Regions from separate parts of the Sus scrofa genome. Here region 1 is linked to region 2. A link is a contact called in public HiChIP or PLAC-seq data. All regions are on one chromosome and are shown on one strand. The core of a region is the stretch at or near the end of the contact, and the rest is flanking DNA. Distances in the headings are between cores, read along the strand shown. Region 1 has its middle 72 kb from the start of CD28. Region 2 overlaps RAPH1 (ras-associated and pleckstrin homology domains-containing protein 1).

Region 1 (7,454 bases), core at 2,694-5,193, 250 kb before region 2:
TTAAATTATATAAAATTAAAAGCTTGATTTCTCAGTCATACTAGCCACATTTCATGTGCTCAACAGCCACATATAGTAGGTGGCTACAATATCAGACCACACAGAAATGGAATATTTCCATCACTGCAGAAAGATTGGACAGCTCTTGGTCTAAGGCATACATACAACTCTGGGTTTGACAACTGTCTCAGAAAATTGAGATTATGTATCATGTTTCTATAATTTCTTGTTCAACTTATAAAATAACTTTTTTACAATAGGAATATATTTGGGGATGTTTCTAATTTTAAGACAATCTGGAGAGTTTATTTTGATTGAATTCATTAGAACTTAATCAATGAGATCATAGTCAGCAGATCACTAGCACAAAATTGGTTATTAGTTAGGAACTGCAATATGTACATAATAATGGTGGCTTAAATAAAAGTTGTTTATTCCTTTCTCATATAAATGAAATCTGGAAATATGAGATCATAGACAGTTATGACCCCCTTGTGGGGTTCAGACACCTAGGTCCTTCTATCTTTGCTCTTTATTGCTAGAGTTTTTGTCTGCATTTTCTAATATGAGTTGCCATCCCAACCACATTCCAGACTCCACAAAAGAGGAAAGGGAGAAGTAGGGCATATGCTGTCCCTTTGAAAATATTTTTATGAGTTTACAAATTACCTCTGTTTGAATCTTATTGGCCATAATTCAGTCATATGGCTATCCCTCCATGCCTCTATTCTAGGTATGCCTATACCTAGCTAAAATCCTGTTACTTACGAAAGAAGAGATGAGTAAACATCAGTACAACAGAAGTCTCTTTACAGTTTATGAATAAAATATCTTACAGAAAAGAGTTTTCTACCTTAACAGTTCTTCTCATCAAAGATTCTATAAGTATAATCTCTTATTTTAAACAGTCAAACCCTCAAAATTATGTCAGCAGTCTTTGAAACTATTAAACAATTAAAATGTCAGAATTTTACAAAATGTCTGCTTTTTTTAATTAAAAAGCAATAGACAGAATCACAACATAATTCTAAGAAACAGAATAAGGATCGAGTTAATCCAAATTTTCTGGTGCCTGGAATGCAAACAATTTCTAAGTTGATTTCATATCTTTCAAAACAAGATGTTAAGAAGCCAGCTCAGTGTTTTATATTACCAAACATGTTTCAACTGTTCTCCATTATTTCAAGTGTCTTATTACTAAACATTTCCAATTTATGACTTCAGCTTAATTTTAATCAACTGAACTCCTAAATTGGGGATTTGTTTTTTCTTTCAGTTCCACAATCATCCATTCTTCTGTGTGCTGGAACTGAGCCCAAATTTTCTGCAGATCATCTGTATTCTCCCCTTGCACATAATTGGAGAGAGGAGATGACTACCTTTTTTTTTTGTTTTTGTTTTTTGGGTTTGTTTTTTGTTTTTTGTTTTTTGTTTTTTGCTTTTTAGGGCTGCACCTGTGGCACATGGAGGGCCCCAGGCTCGGGGTCAAATCAGAGCTATAGCTGTCAGTCTACACCACAGCAACTCAGGATCCCCGCCCTCTCTGCAACCTACACAACTCACAGCAACACCAGATCCCCAATCCACTGAGTGAGGACAGGGATCGATCCACATCCTCATGGATACTAGTTGGATTCGTTTCTGCTGCACTACAATAAGAACTCCTGACTGTCTATTTAAATATAAATCCTCAGCAGGTTGCAGGTTCAATCCCTGCCCTTGCTCAGTGGGTTAATGATCCAGCATTGCCATGAGCAGTGGTGTAGGTCACAGACGTGGCTCAGATCCCATGTTGCTGTGGCTCTGGCGTAGGCTGGTGGCTACAGCTCCGATTAGACCCCTAGCCTGGGAACCTCCATATGCCGTGGGAGCAGCCCAAGAAATGGCAAAAAGACAAAATAAATAAATAAATAAAAGTCCTTGGCAAGTTTCTCCAGCTCCCCACTGCCTTAAAAGCAATGGGCAGCATAAAACATCTTCTCTTATCTGGAATTCACTTATCGAGATGTAATATTTGGAAGAACTACTTCACTGCACTGTTTACGCCAAACATTTATCCTTAGATTAAATTACCCTTCAGAAATTCACAAACAGTGTTTTGCCCCTCAATGAATTAATTTATTAATGTTAGCTTGGGCATCATTTTGCCATAGTCAGATATTAAAATATAGTTGAGAAACTTGTTATTGTAGTTACAGTAAAGATGGTAAAGATGGTGTCAAAAAGTATTCACGGACCTGCCCTATGATCATCCAGAGTTATTACTGTTCCCCTCATAAAGAGCAGTAGGTGGAAATCAGCCTGAGGTTGATCTCAGCTGCTCTTACACCTGGGCCACAGGACAATCTTCAGAATGAACTTCAGCACTGCCTACGGAACATACGTTTGGAAGTCAGAGCATCTGACCCAAGAATAAAACCCAGGCCATGACTCCCTAAATAAACTTTAGCCATCACATCTTTGGAAAGAGCCTCAAGTACATTTTGGGGGATAGAAGAGAAGCAGATGATGACAGGGAGTAAACACACATTCATGATGGTTGGGAACCTTGAAACAGAACTAGGAGCTGGATTGTTGCTTTTTAACAATGGATATATCTGCAGGCTGAAGGTCAACCTGGATAATGAAGTTAAGAGAATCTGGATACAGAGTGACAGGGAAAAGGGGATAATACTAATAATTATTATTATTATAACAATAGTTACCTCCTAGAGGAATAAGAGCTAAATGAGCTAATACATGTAAAGCTTTTGTCTAACACATGGTAAACCTTGCGCAAACGATTATTACTCTTATTTACAAGGTTCAAGTCTGCCTTTAGCATTAGCCAAAATGAGCTGGACTTAATATATCATTCAAAGAGCTCCATTTTGGAAGATATATATATATATATCATATATATGTATTTATATGTATGACTGGCTCACTTTGCTGTGCAGCAGAAATCGGCACAATATTATAAATCAACTATGCTTTAGTAATAATTTTAAAAAAGGGTCAAGACATTCAATTAAGCATATAAGAGGAAAAAGAAAAGAAAGGAAGGAAGGAGGAGAGAGGAACAGAGAAAGAAAATTAAGAAGTAAATAAGGAAATAAAATTCAGAGCCTAAATTTAAAGTTAAAAGATTATCTTACAAGGTCTGGCACTTGTCTTGATATGAGTCCCTCTAAAATTGTGCCATACGACTCCACTAAGTTCAGTCAAAGGACATATATTTTAAACCAGTGCTTCCCAGTCAGAGGGCAGAAAATTCCCCAAGAGCTTGGGGAACTATGCCAATGGGTGCCCAATCCACAGATACAAGTGTGGTTAACTTTCTCTGATGTAGCATCAATTACAAAGATGCTGTTGACAAGTATATTCATATAAATTATCTTTGAAGAAATTTTTAGACAAATTTGTTTCAAAGTACTACCAAATTCTTAGAAGCTTCTTGTTATTACTCCTCAAGCAAAAGATACCGTTCTGTGGAAAAGGTGATAAAGAGATAATGTCACAAGAGGGAGAAGCTTAAAAGACAGTCATACTTTTATTTCCAATAATGGCAGGATGAGTTTTTAGATCAACCCTGTTACTAAAAATAAATAGAGCTATGTAGTTATCATGTTATGGACTTCCTTAATGGGCTTTTTTAAACACTTGAGACACCATAATGGATATGGTCCATATTCAAAGAATCCGCAAAGAACATACAGATTGGGAACTAACATAGCTGCAGAGGTGACACAGAAAAATAAAAGTGGGATAAGTTTCATCTGTAAAGTCTTTTAGAAAGACCTGAATTTTGAGCTATTCTTGGAAAAATATGAATTGCCAGAATGATGTGGGGAAGGCATTTCAGGTCCAAGCCCAGCAATTTTCCAGAGGACGAAATCTGAGTCCTGTGTATGGACAGCAAGGGAATGGACTTGGCTAGAACAGAAGGACCCTAATGATCTTGAACAGAAAAATCTACGTTTCTATTGAAAAGGATCGTGGCTGGCACTTCCACATGATCCCAGCACAGAACCCAGCACAGGCCATTTTCTGAATAGTTAATAAACACATTTTGGCTGGTTGATTGATTTAATCTGACTCCAATGCAACACATATTTTATCCAGCTCTTACGCTAATGAGAAATGAAGCCAAAGAGAAAGGAGGGGGTTGGAGGGGTGAATCATCATGTGGAAGGGAATAACACTGGCCATCAATTCCAAGAAACTGGAAAACTGAAACTAACCTCTCTGAACAAACTCTTCCTGGTATTCCTGTTTATTTGGGTCTGTCAGGAGATATACAGAAAAATTCCCCCAAGATCCTGAATTGGAAAGATAGGAGTGACTTCAGTGGAGATACTATTCAGCTGGTTTGCTTTTTGTGTCCCTTGGCTTGCTTCGAGAGTGTGCCTGCTTGTCCTTTCTGCAGGCTACTTTCCTACAGGATAAAGAAGGGTGGCGGGGCAATCAATTCATTATTTGAACTGGCTCGTGGAGATGCTACCCCTTTTCCTTTATTCAACTGAAGGATTGTTTCCTGAGCAATTGATTCATGGTCATAAAATAAGCCAACAGTGTGTTTACCACTAGTCTTTACATTAAATATGAAAATATTTAGATTTGCGTCATCTGTCTCTGTGGCTCTGCATAAAATGGGATTCTTTTGGGTTCTTTTTTCTTTGTCTTTTTAGGGCCACACCCGTGGCATATGGATGTTCCCAGGCTAGGGGTCGAATGGGAGCTACAGCCACCAGCCTGCACCACAGCCACAGCAATGCCAGATCCTTAACCCACTGAGCAAGGCCAGGGATCAAACCCCTGTTGCCATGGTTACTAGTTGGATTGTTAACCACTCAGCCACAACGGGAACTCCCAAAATGAGATTCTTTGGAGGAATCTCCAAATGAATAAGCTAATAAACTAATAAATGACAACAGTATCTTTCATTTGGAAATCCATCTTGATCCTTGCTTTCCTGCAGAAATTCACAATTCCCAAGAATATCGGTTTGAATATTCACACTGTAGTGTCTAATAAAGATTGAAAACCACACAGCAGGAAAAGTGTCATGGCTACAGAGACCATTTTTCTAGATCTTCTCTTTGTCATAAAGACAGATCATCTATGTTATTAAATAAATAAATAAATAAATAAATGGAAATGTCCCAGAATAATCAGCCTCTGGAGGTTATGCAAATTGTTGGGTTAGCTTTAAGATTCAACACTTTTTTCCTCCAGTATACACCAGGGTCCCATGAATTGTTACGGGGTTTTCCATACTAAGGAAAATTTCAAAGTTTCAGATGAAAAACTTCCAATTAAACAAATGCACTATGTCACTGGAAATAAGAGCATCTGTAAATACTTTACAAAATGATTTTCTTTGTTCAGCAGAGGAAGGCCAGATGATGCAATATCTAACTTCCAGCTGCGTGCCCCTCCTCTGGTAATTCAGCTTCTATTAGTGCCATTTGAGAGACCCCTGGCCACTTACTGTGCAATTTTGATGATGCGCTTAAACTCCATTCTTCATCTCATCACTTATGAGGAAGAGAGGACAGAAATTGTTCGAGAATGCATGCGTGTCCATAAAGCAACAGCAAGATGGTTATCCTTCTCTTGGGCATTCTTTTTTAAACACAAACAGCCCCAAAGGAAGAGGGAAATCAGTCAGACACCTTGGGGTATTCAGAGTGAAGGAAATCCTTCCACAGGATGAAGTTATACATCCCACAGAAAGTACATAAACAGCATTACAAGCTGGATATGGTTGTGATTTCTCTGAAGTTTTCCATTTTCCAAGCTTTGAAAACCATTCATCGTTTTAGTGTGCCAAAATACTTTAACTAATAGGTTGGCTGCCTTTAGGAGGTTAAAAGACAGGCAGAGAAAAATTCCCTAAATAGAACACTATGGAAATATTTTAGTTGATTTAAACATATTCTTAGCACTTAGAATTGATAATATGAACAGAGCCAGATGTTAAACGGTAAATTATGAAAATCAGAGTGTTGAACTGAAATAGCTGTTAAATCAGCCATTTAGTGGATGGAGGGTGGAGGAGTGGCACAGTTAATTGCTTGTATTGTGAAGAAGAAAACAAAACAAATGCCTGATAAGATTTTTAATTTTTCAACCTTGTCTGCAGTCTGAATCCAGAGGACTGGACTCTTCCCTACTTTCTAAAACTTTGCCCCAAGATTGATGTCCTGTGTTCCAGTATAATGAAAAAACATTTTTTTTAAGATTTATGACTTGGAAATCTCTCATGCGGACCTTCAAAGGTGTCGTATGTACGACCATGGTTTTGGGGTTGTGGATTAGACTCTCAGATGATGCCCAGTACTTTTCCTCTCCCCTCTCCCATGTGCTCTCTGAACTATATCCCATCACATGCTCCAACACCAAGCCCCCCAAATTAACCATTATTTGACCCAAAGAGCCAGGTGGGGTTTTGTTTGGTTTTTGTCTGTTTTCAAAAGCTGGACATATCCTGTGTTCGGCAGCTATGGGAGAAGCTGAAGGAACTCTCTGATCTAGCCACCAACTTCTCCCCTGGTGTCCATCACCCCTATGCCCCTCCAGGTCATGACGACCACTGGCGTGTTTAGAATTCTCAGATGGAGAAAGAACTTCAAAGCATGAATTCTTCCCATGGTGACACAGCCTATAAACATCTGTGTTCCATAACTATGAGCAACAGAAAAAATGCAACCATTTGAGGATACACTTAACATTCCTGGGACTCTGGACATAACACCAAGCTCACATAATTCTGTAACTGGAATGACAGGATAGACTCGTTGCTCTAAGCAATTCACGACAGATCCTTTAAGGAGACATCTAATGTAACGTGCTGTGAAGAGAAACACTGCCTGCGGCTCGTTGGTTCTTTAAATGGCTCAGTACATGCAAGCAATGCATCTTGCACAGTGACTGGCTCTCATTGACCTTGAGCGTTCTCCTTGCAGATGAGCTTTAACTCCACAGAGGCTGTAAAATACCTCTAGCTGATTTTGCACTCATTGTAATCAGACCTTGATCCAGCAACTACCCCAAATCCATTTATGTCATCTCATTTGTGTTTCTCAAAATCACACCCATAGACAACCTCCATTTCTAAAACTTGGTGGAGTTAGGGTTAAAAATGCACATTTCTGGGTTCTGCCCTAGACCAACTAAATCCACAGCTCTGGGAAAAGGGCCTAAGAATCCACTTTTTTAATCAAGCTCCCAAGGTGGCTCAGTAAAGCTTGAGAATCCCTAATATTGAGCTTCACAGTTCTAGTCCTTTATTAACTTAGACCCTGGAAAAAGAATTTTTGCTCTGCATCAACAATGCCTGTTGCAAAAAATGACCTCATTGTTCCTTCTTAAAGTGATGCCATCTTTGTTGGTGGCTGATTCAAGAGCCATCTGACGTGTGTTTCAGTATCCTCTATGCTGCTGAAGTTAAATTCTGTTCAGTCCATAAA
Region 2 (7,289 bases), core at 2,764-5,263:
TATAAATGAATCTCGGTCTGAACCTGCGATCACTGCAGGTGGCAGGAAAGGAGGAAATCTGGGAATTAACTGCTTTCTTAAGTATGTTTTCAACTAACTCTCCTGCTTTTAGTTGCACCTTCCCTTCTGCTGCTTCTAGACACATTTGAGGTTACAAATAATGTAAATTGGCGTGCTCCTCTGCTTTTCTCCAGTGCTAGCTTACTTAGCATTCAGCTTTCCTTGTGCCTTCTGAGTGTTTACCACTCAGGTGACTATATGCTTTCTAGCTTCCAAAATTTTGACAGGTCTTCTTTTGAGTTTGTCTTTAAAACAACAGCAACAAAATTCTTCGTCTTTGTTTGGGTGCGATTTGAAGAGCGAGCGGACCTACCTCATTGGCTGTTCTCAGTCTCCTACAATCTCTTGACCTTGGAGTGCCCTGAAGCTGCAGTCCTCAGAAAACCTTTCTGTCTGCATCTACTCCTTTTGTGATCTTACGCACTGACAACTCCCAAATTTTAATACTTCATTTATTTAAGTCATACTTTCCCTCCTACATTTTAGTCCCTTTAAAACCATGGTGCTCAACTAGGAGCTATTTTTGCCTCCCAGAGGTCACTCTGGAGACATTTTTGGCTGACAGTGATAGAAGGGTGCTATTGGTATCTGGTGGGTAGAGGCCAGGGGTGCTTCTACAATCCTAAAATCTGACAGCCCCCATAACAAAAAATTATCTGACCCAAAATAGTGCCAAGATTGAGAAGCCATGTTCTAAAACCAGGTGGCACCTGTCACTCACAGTTAGTAAATGGCAGTGATACTGTGTTGTGTGAAGCTGTCGTTGACAGTTTCTGATAAAGATCAATAAAGTACTATTAAATCATCTTAGATTCAAGGAAATACAGGTTTCTTTAGCCAGTGTCCCTCCCCCTGAATTCCAGGCTCATACATCTAATCAATATCTCCATTTGCTTGTTTAATAGATAGCTCAGATTTAACTGGTCTGAAATTGAAGCCCTGATCTTTTCTCCCAAACTTATTCCTCCCACGGTCTTCTCCATCTTAGTTAATGGCTATTCCGTCCTTCCAGTTCATCAGGCAAAAATCCTTAGTGTCTTTATTCCTTTTTCCACCCTGCTTCCAATCCAGCAGCAAATTCTACGGTCTTAACTTCAGACTATATCCAGAATTTGATCGCTTTTCACTGCCTTTACTACCTTCAATCCAACATCACCTTGGTATAGACTTTTGCAATAGCCTTCCAGCTAGTTTTCTGTGTTTACCTTTCCATTAGTCTCTTATCCACATGACAGCCAGAGGGGTCCTATTACAGATAAGTCAGATCTTGCCTCTCCTCTTTTCATATCCAAAGGCTTTATATTCTACTCGGTATAAAGCCAAAATCCCTACAGTGGCCTGCAGGACCTTACCAAATCTACCTTCCTATTCCCTGCCCCTCTGTGTCTTTCTTCTCTCCCTCCTTTACCTTGTCAGCCATACTGCCTCTCAGTTGTTCTTTGCCACAAGTCAGAGCCCACCTCGGAACCTTTGCACTTGTGTCTCGGCCTGGATGCCCTTCCCCATGATAGACCCCCTAATTGCCTTTAGGGATTGCTCAAATGTCATGTGCCAGCGAGGCCTCTGTAATCACCCTATTTTAAAGCTGAGCTCTTCTTCCTCTGCCCTGTGTTTATTTTTTATCTACCTTTTCTGCTTTATATTACTATTTTTGTCACCTTTTAAAATATTATATATTTTACTTTTTAAAAATTTTGCTCATCTATCTTCTCTCACTTGAATATTAGCTCCATGGGGAGAGGAGTTTTTTAAAACATTTCTTTGATTCTTAATGTATCCTTAGCATCTAGAACATTATTTGGCTCATAGGAAGCAATCAGATTATTTGAATTAACATTTAAATATATGCATGTGTGCCATACATCTTTGTCTAGAAGTCTTGTACTTTAAAATTATCAGCAATTGTTTTCTTTCAAGATGGTGGATGGAGTGCTACAAATGAAGTAACATGTGAAAACTCTGATAGTAAATTTTTTTTCTTAACAACTAAGTTCTTTTGAGGCAATAATTATACCTGTTTTAAAGAAACCCAGGACAGAATAGTTACTTTCACTAAATTTCGGTGACAGAAATACCAATTAGAAAAATCAATTTGAGGTTGGTACTATTTCATCTTGGGGATGTGGATATGTAAACTATCTAAAAATAAAGTAGCTCTGTAGCTTATCTTTCTACCTCCTTGCTCTCTGAAGCCAGAAGTATAATTGCACAACAGTATGTCTTTTTCCCTTGGGCTTTTTTTCCTTGATTTTTGTTGAAATACTCTGCTTCCAGGCACTTGACATGCGTTATCTCATTTAAGCCTCCCACTATCCCTTTGGTAGGGGCATTATTCCAAAAAAGAGATTAAGTAGGTCAAAAAACTGGTAAGTCTGTATTTGAATTCCAAAACTACAACATCTGTCTCCCAACTTTTATCAGTATCTTAAAAAAAAAATAAACTGAAGCAGATTATCAAGAATGATTATTTCCTAAATGTTAAAGAAGGCTTTAGCAGAAAAATATTTTCCATGGATAAACATAAAAATGAATTATAGAATGTTTTTAGTTAATATTCTTTTGAAATCCACCAGTAATGTTCATTTGCCAAGTTTTTAAAATTAGAATTCATTGTAGTTGAAGTAAATTCTAATAAGGGCTCTTTATTATCTAAAGCAATGTGAGGTATATGCTGCAGCTGACTTACTGGTACTTTAGTCACAGTAACTGATAAAACAGTACTTTTCAGTAAGACAGCAGTTTGCAAATTTAAGTAGTAATCTCATGTTATAACTTCATATAAAGTAGAATTTACTGTTACAAGGTTAATGGCAAAACAGACCTTTATTTTCTCATAGGGTATAAACTAATGATTCTTCTGAATTTGGAATTTTATACATGAAACTGTATTTTCCCAATGAAAGAAAATGCTTTTAGATGCTTTGCCTGAAGTTGATGGTGGATTCAAAAAGTTTTGCTGAGTCTATAAGGATACTTGATGATTGTATTATAAATTTTTTGATAGGAAAATATTCCTGAGTATATGAGCTACTAAAACTTTTCAGTGTTGTATATTTCCCCCTCATATGTTTGTTTTGTTTTTTTTAATGAAATCTTTCATGGACACACATTATAACTTGTGATGTAGGCAACACAGCATATCATAGCTTCAGTGTAATTTCTTTGCTTCTTTCACTCTTCAGAACTGTTACAGAATTAAGGTGTGCAGAAATTCTGAAGTATTGGAAGGAAAATGGCGATTGTGTTTATTGTAACATCAGGTGGCACTGGCACTGAAGTCCCAAATTATTCTTAGCAAACAACCTTTTGCTCTGAACTATTAACCAGATTTGGGGAGGGGGGCATGGGGCTTTCTGAAACTTTAAGAGGCTTACGGGACTAAAAGATCGGAGCTATTAGTTATTACAGCGACATTTATTCAAAAATTCTAAGGGTCATGTTGCAGTATCTCGCTTAAATTTATTCACATGTACCAACTTGGTGTTTAGTTCTAGATTTCACTGGCCTAGTGAGATTTATAGAAGGAATGGGTATCCTATGAAAGAAGATCTGAATTCGGTGAAAGCCAAAGGAAAAGCCTGGTTCTCAGAACACAAAACCCAGAGAATACTGGCATGTGTGCCCTGTTCCTTAGTGTGTGGATTTCTTAGAAATTTGTGCAATATTTCCATGAGGAAGTAAAAAAAAAAAAAGCATCTTTATTTGGTTTTAGGTCTTAAAGAAGAGAAGGGGGAATAGAAAATAATATCAGCTGCTCTACTGAGTGCTTAGTCTGTTTGGGACATTTTGCTTTACATGACTTAACCCCCTGAATCTGTACAGTGCATAGTGGAATAGGTACCATTATCTCTATTTTACAATGAAAGATAACTTTCCCGATGATTTAAACCCAGACAGTCTGATTGTAGAGTTCATACAGCAGTACCTGCTGCTTCATCACAGAATTGAGGAAGTAAGGCAAGAATAGACCGACCAGTACTTCTCAGATCCAGACCTGGAGGCAGAACTGGATGGTATTAAGAAGGCAAAGAGGAGTTCCCGTCGTGGCGCAATGGTTAACGAATCCGACTAGGAACCATGAGGTTGCGGGTTCGATCCCTGCCCTTGCTCAGTGGGTTAACGATCCGGCGTTGCCGTGAGCTGTGGTGTAGATTGCAGACGCGGCTCGGATCCCGCGTTGCTGTGACTCTGGCGTAGGCCGGTGGCTACAGCTCCGATTCAACCCCTAGCCTGGGAACCTCCATATGCCGCGGGAGCGGCCCAAGAAATAACAACAACAACAACAACAAAAAAAGACCAAAAAAAAAAAAAAAAGTTGAAAAAAAAAAAAAAAGAAGGCAAAGAGATTTATGCAGTAACATCTCCACCTTGTGGTGTGTTAGTGTAATCCCGAATATATTGTTAAAATTTAACAACTATAAACTAGCTCTAATCTAAATGAATTGAAGCTTAAAAATTCAGATGAGGGCTGGTGGTTTCCCACTCGTGTCATAATAGTAATGTTCTTATTACTCATTTAATTATTTTAGCAGCCCTTGAAAATAAATGTTACCGTTACACCATTTTACACATGAAGAAACAGGTTAAATGTAAGCCTGGAGTCACATTGCCGGTAAATGGCTGAGCTGGGGCTTGAACGCAGGCACTCAGGCCCCAGGGTCTGGATTCTTAACCATCATGTTCTGCTTATTTGCAGTATTTGTGAAGAGCACATATACTTGTCAGAAAGAGATGGATGTGAATCTGTTTTATTGAAACATTAATGTGTGCTCACAAACTTCCAGTTTCTTGCAGTTGTAATCTAAGGTGTTAACTATCAAAAGGAAGAGTTTTATTTTATAACCACCACTTTGGCACAGGGCTATTTCTTGATTATGGTTTGGCTCCCATATTCAGATCAGTGCTTTTCTATACCCCCTCCTCCACAAGATTCAATTCAAGAAAGTAGTGACCCATGACTTACTTTGCAGAGGTTTGTGGAGAGCTTTTGAGAGATTGATGGAGAACTTGATAGATTTATAACAAATGAAAGTTTTTGAATCTGAGAAGGTGTGGAGCAAAACTTATGTGCAGAATTGACCTTTGCATTCGCTTTTCTTAAGTGTTTTGAGCACAGTTTTGACATTTATGAAAGTAGTGATGAAGAAAAGGGGGTAACTTTTTTGTCGTATTTAAATATTTTATGGAAATGGAACCTATTTAACATTAAATAAACTTTCTATCATTTTCATAATCCCTTTTCATCTTTATTAAGGTAACATTTGATCTTTGCATATGCACTTTTCCTGTTGTTTTTGTTACTTCACATGCATGTATTCATTCTTTGGTAAGAATGTATTGAATTTTAATAAAATGTTCCATCATACTGTTTAGCATGACACAAAGGCAGCCATCTCTTGTTGAACACTTTGGATTTTGACTTAGAAAAAAAATAAGCATTTGGAAATATGATGGAAGATTGTGTGAGATTAAATCTAGAGAGAATAGATTTTTTAAAACCTTTTTATTTTGAAATGTCAATTTACAAAAATTTGAATGAGTAGCACAAAGAACTCGCTACTTAGATCCACTAGTTTTTAATGTTTTGCCACATTTACTTTATTATTTTTCTAAGTATACATTTTTTTTCCTGGACTATTTGAGAGTTGGTTGCCTTTATCCTGCCCTTTTAGCCCTTAATATTTAAGTCTTTATTTCCTAAGCATGAGGATACTGGCAATACAGATATAGTAGTCTTCCCATGGGTGCAGTGATTGACACAGTGCTGTAGAATATGTTGAATGAGAAAATGTAGAGAAGGAAAAGTAAAAACAGTCTTGATCTGGCCGGGCAAGTGGCATGAAGGCCAGGAAGAAATAGTTATTCATACATTCCATAAGTATTTGGGCACCTAGGCATTGTGTTGGGTCATAAGGGGTTAAAAAAAAAAAAAAAACCTGTGACCATAATACACAATGTCCTCATGAGATTATAATTTATCATATGAGGAGAAGGGTTTCAGTACAGACAACCAAAGTACAGGGAAAGAAGTACTATAGTAGGAAAGACAGAAACCTTAGTTAAAAGGTCATTGATAACTTTGAGAATTAATTACAGAATGCATTACAACTCAAAGGATGAAGACTTTGGGGAAGAAAGGTGGATGCTAGATTGCAGGGAATTAAGGGATAAGTGTAAGAGGTACACTGTAGCTGAATTCAGGGAACTTGGCAGTGAAAAGTAGAAAATGATAGTTTAAGAAAAGGAGAGTACCCAGAAGAATTGCATATTTTTCTGTCCTTCCACCCCCAATAAGCTGGACCAGTTGAGTATCAGAAATAGATGTTAGAGGGAGAGTACATGGGCTCTAGGACATGGTTAACTCTGGCAGGGAAAAGGGAGAATTTATTCGTATAGGACTGGAGAGAAGGGTGAGAATACGGATGAAGTTATAGGATGCAGTTTAAGGATGAAAATCTTCACAATAAGATATGATTTCTTAGTAATGGAGGGAAATAAGGTCAGATTAAGAGGTGGAAGGGTGAAACTAGAAACTTGAACTGCTTGGAAACTATGTAGAACAAGCTTAGAGGGAATGATTTAGAAGAAAAGATTGAGTACTGCCAAAAAGCAGTTAAGGCCCAGCTGAGGTTCAAAGCATGAATTGGTCCTGGACAATTTTTCTGCATAGTTCTCTCATAGTACTCTACTGTCCAGAACTAGAAGAAGGTTATCCTTCACTTATCAAGGGTTAGGATTATCGGGTTCTTACCTTTTCCGTTTTTGCATAATATGAGGTGCATGCAACTTTTCATTACTGTTTTGTTTTCAATGATTCATTTCAGTGATCTTTTTCTCTTCCTGCCTGATAATGAGAACTGCCCTTTTCCACCTCCTTTACCTATCATTTTCTTCCTTCCTGCATTTTTCACAGCATGCTATTTCTCTGAGATGTCCCAGCAAGCAGGCCAAGCGTCACATTGACTTCACAGAAGAACAGGCTGAGCTGACACCTGTAAGTTCTATAAACATGTCCATGGGACTACTTAAGTATCCATGAGGAGAAATGCATTCTTTAGAACTCCTGATGGTGAAACCTTGTCATGTATCTCAATTTTTGAATAAAAATTAAACCAAGTTTAAAAAATAGATGAGCAAAAAAACAAATGAGCAACTGTATGATACAGTACCATTATGGTAAGATTATCTTGGTGGTGGCTTATCTGATACAGAGAAATTTTATGTTGGAA

The links. HiChIP or PLAC-seq counts read pairs in DNA pulled down with a chosen protein or histone mark.
Region 1: a contact with region 2 is called in an H3K27ac HiChIP or PLAC-seq map of skeletal muscle, with 10 times the contacts expected there. The contact joins two enhancer-like sites. A contact is called at or near these places in 3 of 47 Hi-C or Micro-C datasets (embryonic fibroblasts, mesenteric adipose tissue and skeletal muscle) and 1 of 2 datasets of contacts at active chromatin or transcription factors (skeletal muscle).

The regions. Positions count from the first base shown.
Region 1 is chr15:107,196,395-107,203,848 of Sscrofa11.1, reverse strand. No RefSeq gene overlaps it. Among named protein-coding and RNA genes, the nearest start is that of CD28, 72 kb to the right of the region's middle. Within about 2 kb of position 3,943, at least 14 of the 83 cell types and tissues checked have an H3K27ac peak or open chromatin away from gene starts, as enhancers often do. A contact at or near this core is called in skeletal muscle, where this site is marked.
Region 2 is chr15:106,944,010-106,951,298 of Sscrofa11.1, reverse strand. The region is part of intron 4 of RAPH1 (ras-associated and pleckstrin homology domains-containing protein 1); the gene reads left to right. Among named protein-coding and RNA genes, the nearest start is that of RAPH1, 50 kb to the left of the region's middle. Within about 2 kb of position 4,013, at least 15 of the 83 cell types and tissues checked have an H3K27ac peak or open chromatin away from gene starts, as enhancers often do. A contact at or near this core is called in skeletal muscle, where this site is marked.